Regions from separate parts of the Drosophila melanogaster genome. Here region 1 is linked to region 2. Evidence: chromatin contacts called from public Hi-C data. All regions are on one chromosome and are shown on one strand. The core of a region is the stretch at or near the end of the contact, and the rest is flanking DNA. Distances in the headings are between cores, read along the strand shown. Region 1 holds the start of lncRNA:CR43475 (long non-coding RNA:CR43475). Region 2 holds the start of CG5346.

Region 1 (6,394 bases), core at 3,450-5,949, 100 kb before region 2:
TGCTAACTTATGCACACATAACTTGTTTTCATAGTCACATCTTTGGCGAAGGTATCCAATCAATATGCGAATTACAGGGTATAAAATCGCTATAAAATTGCATTCGGCCAAGTGCAAGTGGAAAACACCTGACTCCGCTGCTCAATTTCCACCCCGATGTTGGTAGTTACTATGCTCAGGTTTATGTGACTAACCACCGATCGACATGAGAACAACAACAACAGCAACAACAAAGAGCTAGAACGGGGAAAGCGGACGAAACCGCTTGTAAACCGCCCCGCGTTGAAAAAAACGCGCGCGCATGCGCTCTCTTTCACTCGCTCGCTCCCTTGGCGGCGTGCAAACAGCTGCGTTGTTGCTGTTTCACCTGCTTGCTGCCATGGGCAATATGTTGTTGTTGTTGCTTTCGCATTTGAGCCAGGTTAACAGCGACCTAAACGTCGCACATCGTTCAGAAACCCTGAGTCAGTCAACGAGCGCAGTTCATACGATCACAACGCATTTGGTTAACAAGTGAAAACCAAAACTCAAATTAAAAAGAGTCAATAAGTTTAAAATTACATTGTAAACTGGGCCAATTAACTGGCACCCACAATAGCAAAGTGTACGTCGAAGTAAACAGCATTTGATAACTTATAAAAAAACACAACCGGAAATTCCAACTTTATTAATCACTTAATACCACATTTTGAAATATATGAGACTCTAAAGAGATATCTGTTAATTACCTTGGACCCGAAAACCTATTGATAAATCATTCATCGCCGGCCAAAAATAAAATCTCGCACTGGCATCAAATATTGGCTGGATAAATAAAAACAGCTAGTCAATTGAACTTTTGTTTGTGGCCTGTTTTCTGTGTGTTTTTGGACCCCAAAATAGAATGTGCTAAATAATTTACAACTTAAGGGGGGAAAACACAAAGCAAAAAAAAAAAAGAAATGGAAATACTTTCTGCGATTCATAATCTCTGCGAATTCCAATGCAAACACTAATATGCCATGAAAACATTCCATTTTATTGCCTTGATATGTGGCTATGTAATCAAACAAATGAAATCCCCAATCGACGTCATAGCTAAAAACCGCGTAAAAACCATTATGCCGCCTACGAAACGCGCGCAAATCGCTAGCGACTTCAAAATTATGATTGTGCGCGGTATTTCCCCCAAGACATTTTTCCACAATTAATAGCCAGTGGGTGTGCGTTAATGTTTTTATAAACTTTTCTCCGAACACTTCAAGAAACCTAAAATATAATGGAAAATTAAATTACCCAAATACCAAAGTGTGCAATATAAAAAAAAAAAACGCAAAGTTTTATTCAGAATTAATTGCCTGCCGCTCGACTGTTCATCGCAAATTCATCGCCCAGTTTAAAAACAGCCCACGAATTCCTTATTTATGTATTTGCCTTTCACGCCAAAAATGATTCCACTTAAAAATCGAATACGAGTAGTGAAAAATCAAACAGATCTCCGCCAGCCAGCCTTCTGCTTCCACTTAAATGCCAAAAAAAAAAAAAGAAAAATAGTCAGATGGGGGCCAATATTCCGATTCTGACCTATTCAATGGAATAGCCCCAGACAGCTTTGCAGATTTATTACACAGCCCGTGATTCCTGCGGAATTTCCACGAAACATTTCCTCGCTCAGCTCCAAATGATGTCACATTTCGTGGGGAGAACAATGAGACGCAGTACGCGAAATCACTTTGATCTATTGTCGTCACTGGAAATCCATTCGAATTCAGTTAGTCACGCGTTATTTTTCTATAGAATAAAGAACATATGATGGCTTTCAAAGTCAGGCGATAGAGCCCAAGTCAAGATTAGAACCCTTATTCATTCATGAAAATATGTATTAATTGCATTAATAATCGAAATTCACTTGTATACGACAGCTGGAATGCTCTAAGAACACCTTATTACCATTTATTATTGCTCTGGAATCCATTTGAAACTGGAATCGAAGTGTTCCCTCAGGAACTTCTAAAGATTAGAGTGCCCATGAGTGGTCACGATTCTCGTGTGTCTTTGCTGATACATATAAACATATATTTTTTTAACCATTTGGGTCAGAGCTATTAAGTTCTTGGCTCATATTGCGCAGTCACACTTTTCTTTCAACTGTTTACACGAGAATTTCGAAGCTATTTTGATACCCCAATATTGATAAGGAGATTTGTTGTTGACTTTAGTCAGGTTAGCATTGCCAGATGCCTGATAGAGGAAGGCACGTAAAGAGTGCTCTTTGTGGGCGCCGCATAAGTTGTGTTCTATATATTCGAGCGATAAATATAATAAAAACATTTTTCGTTCTTTATAACTTTTGTTTGGATTATATGGTTCGAAGTCTATATAAACGCACACTCTTCGATTGCGTAAACCCACTGGCATCTCCTTATGGGCCAACATGGGTGACGCACCCACCAATGGATCCACTCGATTCACAGTCGTCAGATACATACATTGACCAGTGACAATTTCCGTCAGTCTTTAGGTATTCCACATGCGAATCGCACGTCTGAAGAAAGCAGTAAACAGCGTGGAGAGTCCATAACAAAAAAAAGTGCTTACTCAACCATTTGAAGAAGTCCGCATGTCGTCTACGAGGTCTCGAGGGCGCAGGCGTCCCAGAGAGATACGTACATACGTTCTCGAAATTTGCATAGCTTTTCCCCACTTTGCGTGAAAAGTTTACCTTTGGCGGCTGGCCAGTTGGCCGGGGAAATTCAGTCGTACGCGAACAGTCGAGCAGCGTGAACGTGGCTAAAATCGAAACAATTTGGGAGTACCATCTCCCTTCCCACAAAAAGAAAACTTTGCGTTTTTAATTGCCACAAGCTTTTAAAGTGCAAGTAATAATCAAATTGAATTGAACCCATTTAGGCAAGTGCGCGTCATGAACAATACAAATACCACTCGAGGCACTTGCTCCAGAATACCCATCGCAAGCAAGCAGGAACCAACCATCGCCAGCATGGTGGAACGGTTTGTCCAGTCGCTGAGCCAACTGAATGATTCCGGCACCTTTGACAGCAGCTTCGAGATCAAGCGGATTCATCCTGGATCCTCGGCCGGTTCCACGCCCAAACATGTCAGGCATCGCTGCCTCACGGAGCTGGATCGCGAACAGTTGACCCGGTTTGTGCAGGACTTCGAAGAGCGACAGGCCAGCACACCGAAGGTCAAGTCCAAGATTAGCTCACCATACATATGCCGCAAGGCCAAGGAGTTTTATCAAAGTGCCAGTGGCAGACGCAGTGCCTCACCGCAAATAACAATTGCACCGGAGACCGTGCAGGAGGAGAAAGTGTTGGTGAATCCATTGCCTAGGAAATGCGCAGAGGCAGAGGACCTGATGCCACCACCCATGGCCATGGCACGTGTCCAGGCGGAACGACGCAGTTGCCGCAGTGCCTCCCGCGTGCTGCAGTTCTTCAGTTCGGCCACCAAAAGACGGAGTGGCAACCGAAAACTCAGTGAGCCAGAGATGGAGGATAATCGCGCCGATTCCCCAGTGCTGATCAGAGTGACCAGGGATCGGGTGGAGGAGCAACTGGGCTGTAGTCCACTGGCTGCATCTGGCGGAGAAGTACCCACCAGCTCCGAGGACGAGGAGGAGCACGACGACGGCATCAGCTCGGCCAGCTCCAATCTCACTTCACAGTCGGGCAGCTCCAATAGCCGCAATCTCTCTCCGGACTCTTCCTTCGAGATGCACGCTCCACTCCTGCCCAGCTTCAAGGTCACGCCTCCACGGGCAGTTTGTCGTGTGGGAAAGAATGCCGCCTGCGAATTTGCTCGTTTCCTGCGCGGCTCCTTTCACTCCAAGCGCGCATCGGTGACCACGCTGCGCAGATCCCTCAGCGATCCGGATGCAGTGCAGCAGATGGACTTCAGCAAGCCGCCTCCGCTGCGCGACACCACCAACGTCATGCGAGTGAGTCACTTCTAGATTCCATTCACAACCCAAGTGGGATTAATCGCGCCTGGGAGTACACTCAACAATATTTACGAAATTATTAAAATCTATCATCTAAAGCGTCAATAATAAGACGGCAATGCAAGTAGTAGGTCAAGACTGAATAGATAATTAAAAATTTTAGAATACAAATTTAAAATGAAAATTAAAATACATTTTTATTTCACGAAAAACTAAATATGATTTAAATATTTTCAAACACATGCCCCCTAAAATTTGTTGAGTGTACTTCGCCAGCTGGCGCCAATGTGATTCGCCTCGTTTCGATTCGATTCGATTCCGTTCCGATATGATTTTAGTTCCAAATTTGTTTACGCCAAAAACTCTTCATAATTTTTTCACTGGAAGCTGTTTATTTACGCTCGAGTCGTCGTCAATCAATGGCCATTAATGCGTGTCCGTAAAATCCGTTGATGGTTGTCCGTATGGCGGCACCTGGCTTCCAGCGAATACCCCAGCCCAAGAATGATCCCCGAATGATCTTTGAACTCGTCAGCTTCGTGGTGTTTACCCTGCGTTGCATTCTAGATGTACGCCAAATTGGATTACGCCATTTAGTAATAGTTTATTGGTCCATATAAATTAGCTGTTTGTAATGCCACAAATCGATCAGCATTAAATTCTGCGCAAATTCAGGGTTCGGAATTAGGAAGAGAATTCGAGACGTAGAATCAATAGATGTGTAGATGCGATTTTATATTATAGTTCGTTTGATAATTTTTAATATACAGGTAATAATCTGAATTGTTCGTGTTTCGAAATGATTAGATTCACTTTTACTGCTTAGATTTCCCTTTTAGGAAGTACTTTTTCTATGTGTGTATGCAATGTATCACCTCAAGCGAAGATGTCACCCATTGGTATTAGATGGCCAACGATTGCCAGCCATAATGACTTTCTAATTATCACATTTGCATGGGCGTCGCGTGCCGCATTTCACTTTTCAATGGTGCTCATGGGTCATCACTTGGATCCTCGGTTGCCAAGTGGGAAAGTGGCCCACGCCGATATAAACCATTTCCATTGATCAATAAAGAAATTAAGTAAATATTCCCATCGCATTGCCCACACTTTGGGCCGCACAAAAGTAGTCGTTAATCGCCGTCTGTGGGCATTGTAAAAATTCCATTCACATATCCGTACGATTCCTGTACTTAAATTTTAAATACATATTGTATATGTATCTTCCGCCTGGAGTTTTCTGAACAGAACGCATATGACCCGCATTATCTTCCATAAAATTAACGCAAACAAAAAGAAGCAGGAAAAACAAGCAGCATGCCGGATATTTAATTTAATGTGCACAATTGTTCAAAAAAGCGATGCAGGCAAACCTACCGTAACTGGGAAATTGGAATCAATTGACAATGGAAAAAGACAGCAACTAACTTTCCAGAACTATCCAAAATTAACTTAGTTTCTTTGAAAATTTAAATGAATATCAGTTTCTGTAAAATTGAAAAATGTTCCTATAGAAGCTCCACTGTAATTCACAAATGTAAAACGATGTTTGTTGTTGCAATTGGGGATTTGGGAACGGAACAGATGGGATTGCCTGGAATTGGCTCATTTACGCACAAAAACGCAGATGGAAACCAGTGCGAAGTGCGTAAAATGGGGGAAATTATAGTTCCCTATATTTTTTTGCCCACTGGCCTTTAGCTAAACAAATCATAAATAACTGTGAAATTATAGACAAAAAACGCACACGCGGCGAAAAGGAAAAATAAAATAATTTTCCAGTGCTCACATGATCTGGAAATTGGACGCTGATGGGGGGTCGACTTCCACGCGTTCTTTTCAGAGCCCTCCTCACCTCCTTCGTTGATCTACACTTTTGTATATCTGCAAATTGCTTAATTTATCAACCAAATGCACAACAACAAAGCAGCGGCCGCCCGCATTCCAGTTGCCTTTGCTTGGCATTTTAATTATTCCAAATGTTGTCTGGGACTTTCTTTGTTTACACCACTGGAAGGATGGAATGGTGGAAGGGGGTGGGATCGGATCGCTTAATTTATTTGCCAGCGTGCTTTGACTATTTTTAGAGCAATTTATTTACTCGTCGGCATGTGTTTCGCAAAACTACAAATGTTTTTGCCTCATTAAGCCCCTTGCATTGCATACTTAAATGGGCATTACATATACGCCGTGTAAAATGCGACGAAAATGCGCTAAGCAACTTAATTAATTGGCCAAAAGGCTGAAAAAGCCACATTTAATTAAGAAAAATCAACAAAAATGTGCGTCACTTGGGGCGTGCGAGAGGAACAGACAGAGAGCGAGCACACCCACAACAAGCTGTGCAAACTTGTATTTGTATGTGCGTGTGCGATTCATTCATAAGCAGCAAAGCAAACAACAAAAGCAATTTCCAGCAGCCGGTGTCAGGCAAATAGGCAAAAGCAA
Region 2 (6,494 bases), core at 995-3,494:
TTTAAATATTACAACTAAGCAGACGACAAGTGACGTGTAAGTCAGGATTTAAAGTACTACGAATATATTAACTTCATCTTATTTGGTTTTATATTTTAGAATACAAAACGCATATGATATAACTATGGCTCTGGCAAAAGGCGCATTTGCACATCATTATTCTTAGCAAGATACTTTAATATTTAATAAATTGTAGTTATTGCATGTTTTCTGAATTACTTTTCAACTATATATTCCTTACACCCAAAAGTATGTTACATCAATGGTTACTTGTATGATATGTATATACCGATTAGACAATAATATTATTGCAAATGCCGGCGTTTGTTTGGGTCAGTCTGCCGGAGTGGCTTGTCGTGTTCACATCGTCTCTTCGGAGCTCTGAGTTTCCAGATAATTTTCAGAAGCAATCTATTTGTATTTGATTTACCTACGCGGGGCTTATTTACCAAGAATGATAAACAGCAAGATAAGAGAGGACAAGTTGGAAACACTTGTCTCGCGAAGTTCTGTGCCGATCATCGATCTTGCCCATTGTGGTAAGTTTTCCAGTCACCAGCCTATTAAAATAAATGCAAATTAATTAGAAGGAAAAACCTAAAATAATAGTTATACGTACCAGCATATGTAAAAATTGGTTTGGGTTTGTGCAGGCACCATTAAAATCTTTTTAAGGCGTGCCTTGATAACATCCAAACCCTCTCGACACATTAAAAAAGAGCCTAAGGAACTCCTTACATTTTATTGTAATAATTACTTACACTTTCTAGGCAAGTCCCTTGTCCATCGGGTGGGTCAGCAACTCCACAAGGCTTTCACCGAAAAGGGAATTGCGTTTCTGGTTAACCATGGGATAGCAGAGGACAAGGTAATTTTGATTTTCTTTTCTATGCTATTTTCAATGATTTCTTAATCTTAGATCAAAGCTGTTTGGGATCAATTTGACAACTTCTTGGATCTGCCAGCAGAGGTTCAGGATCGTTACAGACGAAAGGACGGTGTTAATTATGGATATGTTAGTCCCGGGATGGAGCGATTTGATGGAAGTACTCCAGAACTGCGTCACGCCTACAATGTTTGCAAACTGGATGGACAGAATATTCCAAGGGAGGCACTGCCAGAATTTGCCGAAGGCATTACCACACTGTGCACGGATTTGAAAGCCATGTCTTTGTACATAATGAAGGCCATGGAGGTGGCCCTGGAGATTCCGCCGTCCTTCTTCATCGACAAACACTCCCAGATGTTGGAAGGAGATGACCTAAACATGACCACCCTCAGGATGCTCTACTATCCGGCGATTGTGGATGATGAGCCGGGCCAGAGCGAGGGTGCCATCCGTTGTGGTGCCCATGTGGACTACGGCACCTTCACGCTGCTCGCCCAGGATTCCGAAGGTGGCTTGGAGGTGCAATTGCCGGGCAGCGAAAAATGGGAACGGGTGGGTCATTTACCTGGTGCCATACTTATAAACGGCGGGGAACTTCTGTCCATCTGGACGAAGCAGCGTTACCACGCCCTGGTAGGTTATTCCTATAAACTGGAACTTTCCGGTAGACTAATCTTATCTATATCCTTTTCTAGCCTCATCGCGTCGTCATACCTGAACAAGAACTTATAAGAACCCGTGGCAGACACTCCATAGCATATTTCTGCCATCCCAATAACTCGATCTTGATATCTCCCAACGATCTGTTGAGTGAAGGGGAGGCAAAGAGTGAGGACAAGTGAGTATTCTAATATTTATTCGTAAATATTATATTACATGGTTTTATTTTAAACCCCAAGAGTATACAGCGCCTATGAACTGATACAGAAAAAGTTTAATGACACCTACGGTCAGCGATCTCAATAAGTCAACGAATCTGGGGCAAAAGTTTATTACAGCTCTAGCCATATGAAAATCATTAGCATTCTTAACCCAATAATGTAACTTCAGCAGCAATAATGAAATGTAATTGTTTGAATTTAATAAATTATAGCATTTACATTTCCAAGTCTAATGTCTACAGCATACAATGGTTTATATACTCGAATTATGGTAAATTGTTTTGAAAATGTTATTCACTTTATACCGTTTATAATTATAATTACAATATATTAACTTGAATAGTTTCAAATATCTACATTTGACACGGTATTCTACGTAGAAACTATCTTGCTGAAATGTCACGATTTGCGTGACTGTAGAAATATCGATAGTACCCACCATCCGAGCGCCGATAAAAGCGCTATCGTTTTCGAACTGGATCCGAATCCACCGAAGATCGCGGATCGGATCGCAAATGTTTTTTTTTGAGACAGACGCCGTTGCTCTCTGCGCTAGTTCAGGTGTATCTGGGTTAAATTCGCGATCGGAGTGTGTTACAAAATGATGGAAAGTGTGCAAAAAAAGCAGCAGAAAGCGATACGAAAATTGACTAACTAGACTGTTGGCCAACTGCTGTTCGTTCGGGTCGGGTGTTCGATGAAAAGCGAAACCTGTGCGAAAAAAGAAAGCGAGTTTTCACTGTAAGCAAATGGAAAAAGCCCTCATCGGTTTCAACTTTGAAGTACAAATCACCAGCTTTCCGCTGAATAGGCGCTCCGAGTAGTAAATTCAGTAGTTTTTTTTTAGTGAGCCTCTGCTCGTTGGCATAATGTTTTTGCAAGGCAAAAAAGGCGAGGCAAATGCTTACTCATTCCCCGGCTATATCTCTGAAAACCCCGAACCCAATCCCACCCCACCCCTTGATATAAAACGAAGCCGTGCAGACGGACGGACTGACTGGCTGAAAGACCAGACTTTGTTCATCCGGCATTTGCCGAACAAAGCCGCTTGGCAACAGCTCAGCTGGTTTCGATTTTAATTTTGCATTTTTAGGGGGTGAAAAGGCGGGCAGGAGGGCTCACACCTGAGTCCGAGTGCCGTTAAACTGCAAACGGGATCTGCCAGATACAAAACACAAAACACAAGACATCAGACACAAGATACAAGATACATGCCCGCCGCAACCAGAGTATCTGTATCTCGCACATGCATCCGCATCTGTATGGGTATTGTTTGTACATATGTATGTATGCATGTACATGAGCCACGTTAATAGCCATCACAAATATTGCAAAAGCAAACCGAGACGAGGCTACCTGTTGACGGCTTTAGATAGTCTCACCTTTCGAGCCCTGCTCACCATAAGCCGGAATATCCACTGTACCCAGTGTACTGGGCACTGAGTACTAAGCACTCTACGTAGACCCCCGACCCCCTTCGCGCTGAACGACAAGTGCTAATTTAGTTATCACAATTTTTGATTTGATTAAATTTTATCTAATTGCGACGCACATGCACACACGCCATACCAAACCCATAGCACACAATCAGTTTCATTTTTGCAAAATAAAATCGTAAACCGAGCTAAAATTGTGGCCATTCAGGTGCGATAAGCGTCGGAACCCAGAAGTTAGGAACCCCTGCTCCGAACAGCCGGCGATTAGTCCGCCCAAGAAGCGCGTCGCGATTGTTCGATCGCCCCTCGTCCGCCACGCGCCCTTCTAAATCCAACCAAAGCCAATCACTCAGGCAGCCGTTCGCATTGCGGATCGTATCGGATCGTAAAGACATAAAGACCCCCTGCCCGCTGCCCACCTAATTTCTGCTGCCAAAGCCTTTGCTCGCCAGCCAAACAAAAACAATAGCCGTTGCAAAAACAAATAGCACGAAATTTAAGCAAAAACAATAATACGAAACACTCGGATGCGCGATTCGACGAATGTTTGTGTTTTTCTTTTTCGCTGTCGGCATAACCAGTCTAATAATCGAATTCTGCGCGCTGCTGCCATTCAGTTTCATTTAGTCAGCCATCGCTGGAAGTGCACCTCGTCTCCGGATCCCGGATCCTCTCCGGTACCCAGAGTCCCCCCTCATCGAATTGTGATAAAGATATAGCGAGCACAAGTGCGGCGAGTGTTCGATTGCTCTCCCCAATCAGAAACCAAAGAACTTTGGACGTCGAAGACCCTCTGGAAGTCACTCGAAGCACAAACACCAACTCAAAATGATAAAAACAAAGAGCAGCGACGATAAACTCGACACGCTCCTCTCGCGCAGCGTGGTTCCGATCATCGATCTCGCCCACTGTGGTAAGTACCCACCTCCCCCTACCCCCCTTCATGGGGCTATGTCTATATATATGTGGTATCCCCCATGGAACCACAACATCCCATTAAACATGACGCTGATCGCCACTCCAACTCGTTGCTAGGCAGCCATTTCTGCCAGCGTTCGTACACGGAGAGAAAAGGGCGGGAATTTGACATCAATGGGAAGTTCCTCCATTCAAAAATAGCACTTATCTGTGACTTGTCTCGTAGAGGTGAAAATGATTAGGCCACTCCACTGCCATCAAAAAGTAAGACTCACCTGTATAAACAACTTATACGTTTATATTGCTTTTATATTAATCCAAAAATAAGTATAGGCCATAAAACCACAGATTGGTATAGTTCAGTAGTGTATAAACTTAGCAGAAGTCCACTAGCTAATGTGCAAGCTTTATGAAGTATCTACATACACGTAAACTTGAATACAACTAGTAAAATTGTGAGAAACTTAATGATTCATAGATTCCCAAAATGATGGGTCATAAACACATACAACAAGTTAGGTTTATTTTATTCAGCTATATTTTGTTTTTTATGTTCCAATTTATGTATTTTGAATTCACACTTTTGATTAAATAATATGACGCGTTCTATCGATAAGATTGCGGTTCTTTAAGTAGCAGGAAATGGGCAATCTTTCGAATACCGTCTGGGGTTTTTTCAGTGCACTCAGGGCACAATTAAGTGCAGTCGTCACTGAGTCATCGACAGTTCTGTTCGGCTGACTATTCCCAATTGTTCAGGGCTAACTAAACGAGCTCCCCTAATTGCAGTTACTTAATTTCGTTCGTGGTGCTACAACTACGTCGTAGTTAATTTGTTGTAATTACCGGCTTGTGCACCGGACACCTGATCCCTGCACCTGCGGTTCTATCCGAAAACAAATGAATAATGCAAATGGGATCTTCGGGCGAGATGGGGGAAGTCTGACTGTAAAGTTTCGAAGAATGTATAACTTATCGCTCAACGTCAACTAATTGAAAGTAGATAGTTAATCTATGAAGTACTTTAATATAACACTTATGTACATACGTATGCCGGGAAACCAAGTATCACGTTGTTATAGCCTGCTATTTTACTGCGATTTCTGGGTATCACAAATCATGAGTAATTTTTTGAGTAATTGCTCCTTAAATCAGTATAGATCGCAGCAAGTCGGGCACACTCCTCGATAATTAGAGTATCAATTTAGTTGGAGAAAAGTGGACCAATGTGGTGGAATAATTAAATCACATTCATATTTATGCCGATAAATATTTAAAATGCTAATAAGAAATCACATTACACATTACACAGCTATATGCAAGCTGACTTTAAAAAATGTATCTGTGAGTTAGAGTATCTGTGAGATTCCTAAGAATATTAGATATCTGAGTTTCCTGACATTGTTTGTGTGTTGCCCACACTACTTTGAACTTCTTTGGTTAACCTTTTAGATATCTGGGTTCAAATTTGTTCCAAAAGATTTAATGACTTTGTTTGTTCCTCACCGTTTCTTCTGCCCTTCTTTGGCCACACAAAAATTTTCCATTTGCCTTTTTGGGAGCCGTGCCCATTGTGTTAACTGGGTCTTTGCCGATACGTGACACAGTTTCTTCTTCTGGCGGTAATGAAACGCCATGGAAATGTAGCGCATACGCACTGTTTGCTTATCGGGCCGCAGGTTTCGCCGAGGGCTCACCCAGAGATTCGAGTTCGCTTGGAGTACAGTGCGGCTTGGCCTTGGTGGAAGCACTCTCTTGACCTTCTCGCCCCACCAGAGCCATTGACCCCCAAAGCAGCTAGCTAGAAGCAATTAAATCGCTGCCTTGCGGCATTTTTTATGTCAACGGAACTTCAATTGGATTTTTTTTTTCTTTCCCCTTGTTTTGTTTATACTTGTGCTTTTTTGTTGTTGTTGTGTTTTTTTGTGAGCTCCGCGAGGTTTTTGAACTATATTGGAAGTCAGGCTTGTGGCATTTGTGGAATGCCTGAATTTCTATCGACCCAATGTCACTTCATCAAGTGCGGAAACTCAAACAGTACGCATCAAAATGTTTACAATTATTCGAGTTACGGAACCTGATTTTGGTGTGAACGCAATGAGCGAACCAATATTTGTTTACTGGTTGCAGCTTTATTTACACACTGCCGGTGATCATTAGCCAGTAACCAGTAACCAGTTACCAATTGGGCAACTTGTCCACTCGGTGACGCATCTTGTTTTGGTGCTTTGGGGATTCACTCCACGGCGTCATCATCGATGGGCCTCACCTTGTTTGATTTGATGATGATGATACTACCGAAAGGCGACAGTGCGAGCATGTTAAGTAGTTGGACTTTTGCCGCAACCGATTGAAACTGGCTTAAACCTG

The links. A called contact is a pair of places that touch in the nucleus more often than the background predicts.
Region 1: a contact with region 2 is called in a Hi-C map of the Kc167 cell line, with 10 times the contacts expected there. A contact is called at or near these places in 12 of 107 Hi-C or Micro-C datasets (the Kc167 cell line, the ML-DmBG3-c2 cell line, the OSC cell line and 2 more) and 1 of 7 datasets of targeted methods (the Kc167 cell line).

The regions. Positions count from the first base shown.
Region 1 is chr3R:22,627,102-22,633,495 of dm6, reverse strand. It overlaps lncRNA:CR43475 (long non-coding RNA:CR43475), which reads right to left and starts at 4,699. Exons shown (of 1, transcript NR_048466.1): 1 at 4,197-4,699. The region is part of intron 2 of loco (locomotion defects); the gene reads left to right. It also overlaps asRNA:CR43474.
Region 2 is chr3R:22,524,413-22,530,906 of dm6, reverse strand. It overlaps CG5346, which reads left to right and starts at 2,244. Exons shown (of 6, transcript NM_142801.2): 1 at 2,244-2,511; 2 at 3,824-4,119. The coding sequence starts at 4,035. CG33099 reads left to right here and starts at 335. Exons shown (of 5, transcript NM_176537.2): 1 at 335-539; 2 at 771-868; 3 at 920-1,522; 4 at 1,585-1,727; 5 at 1,789-1,987. The coding sequence starts at 455. The coding sequence ends at 1,855. CG33093 reads left to right here. Exons shown (of 4, transcript NM_176538.2): 3 at 1-36; 4 at 100-213. The coding sequence ends at 166.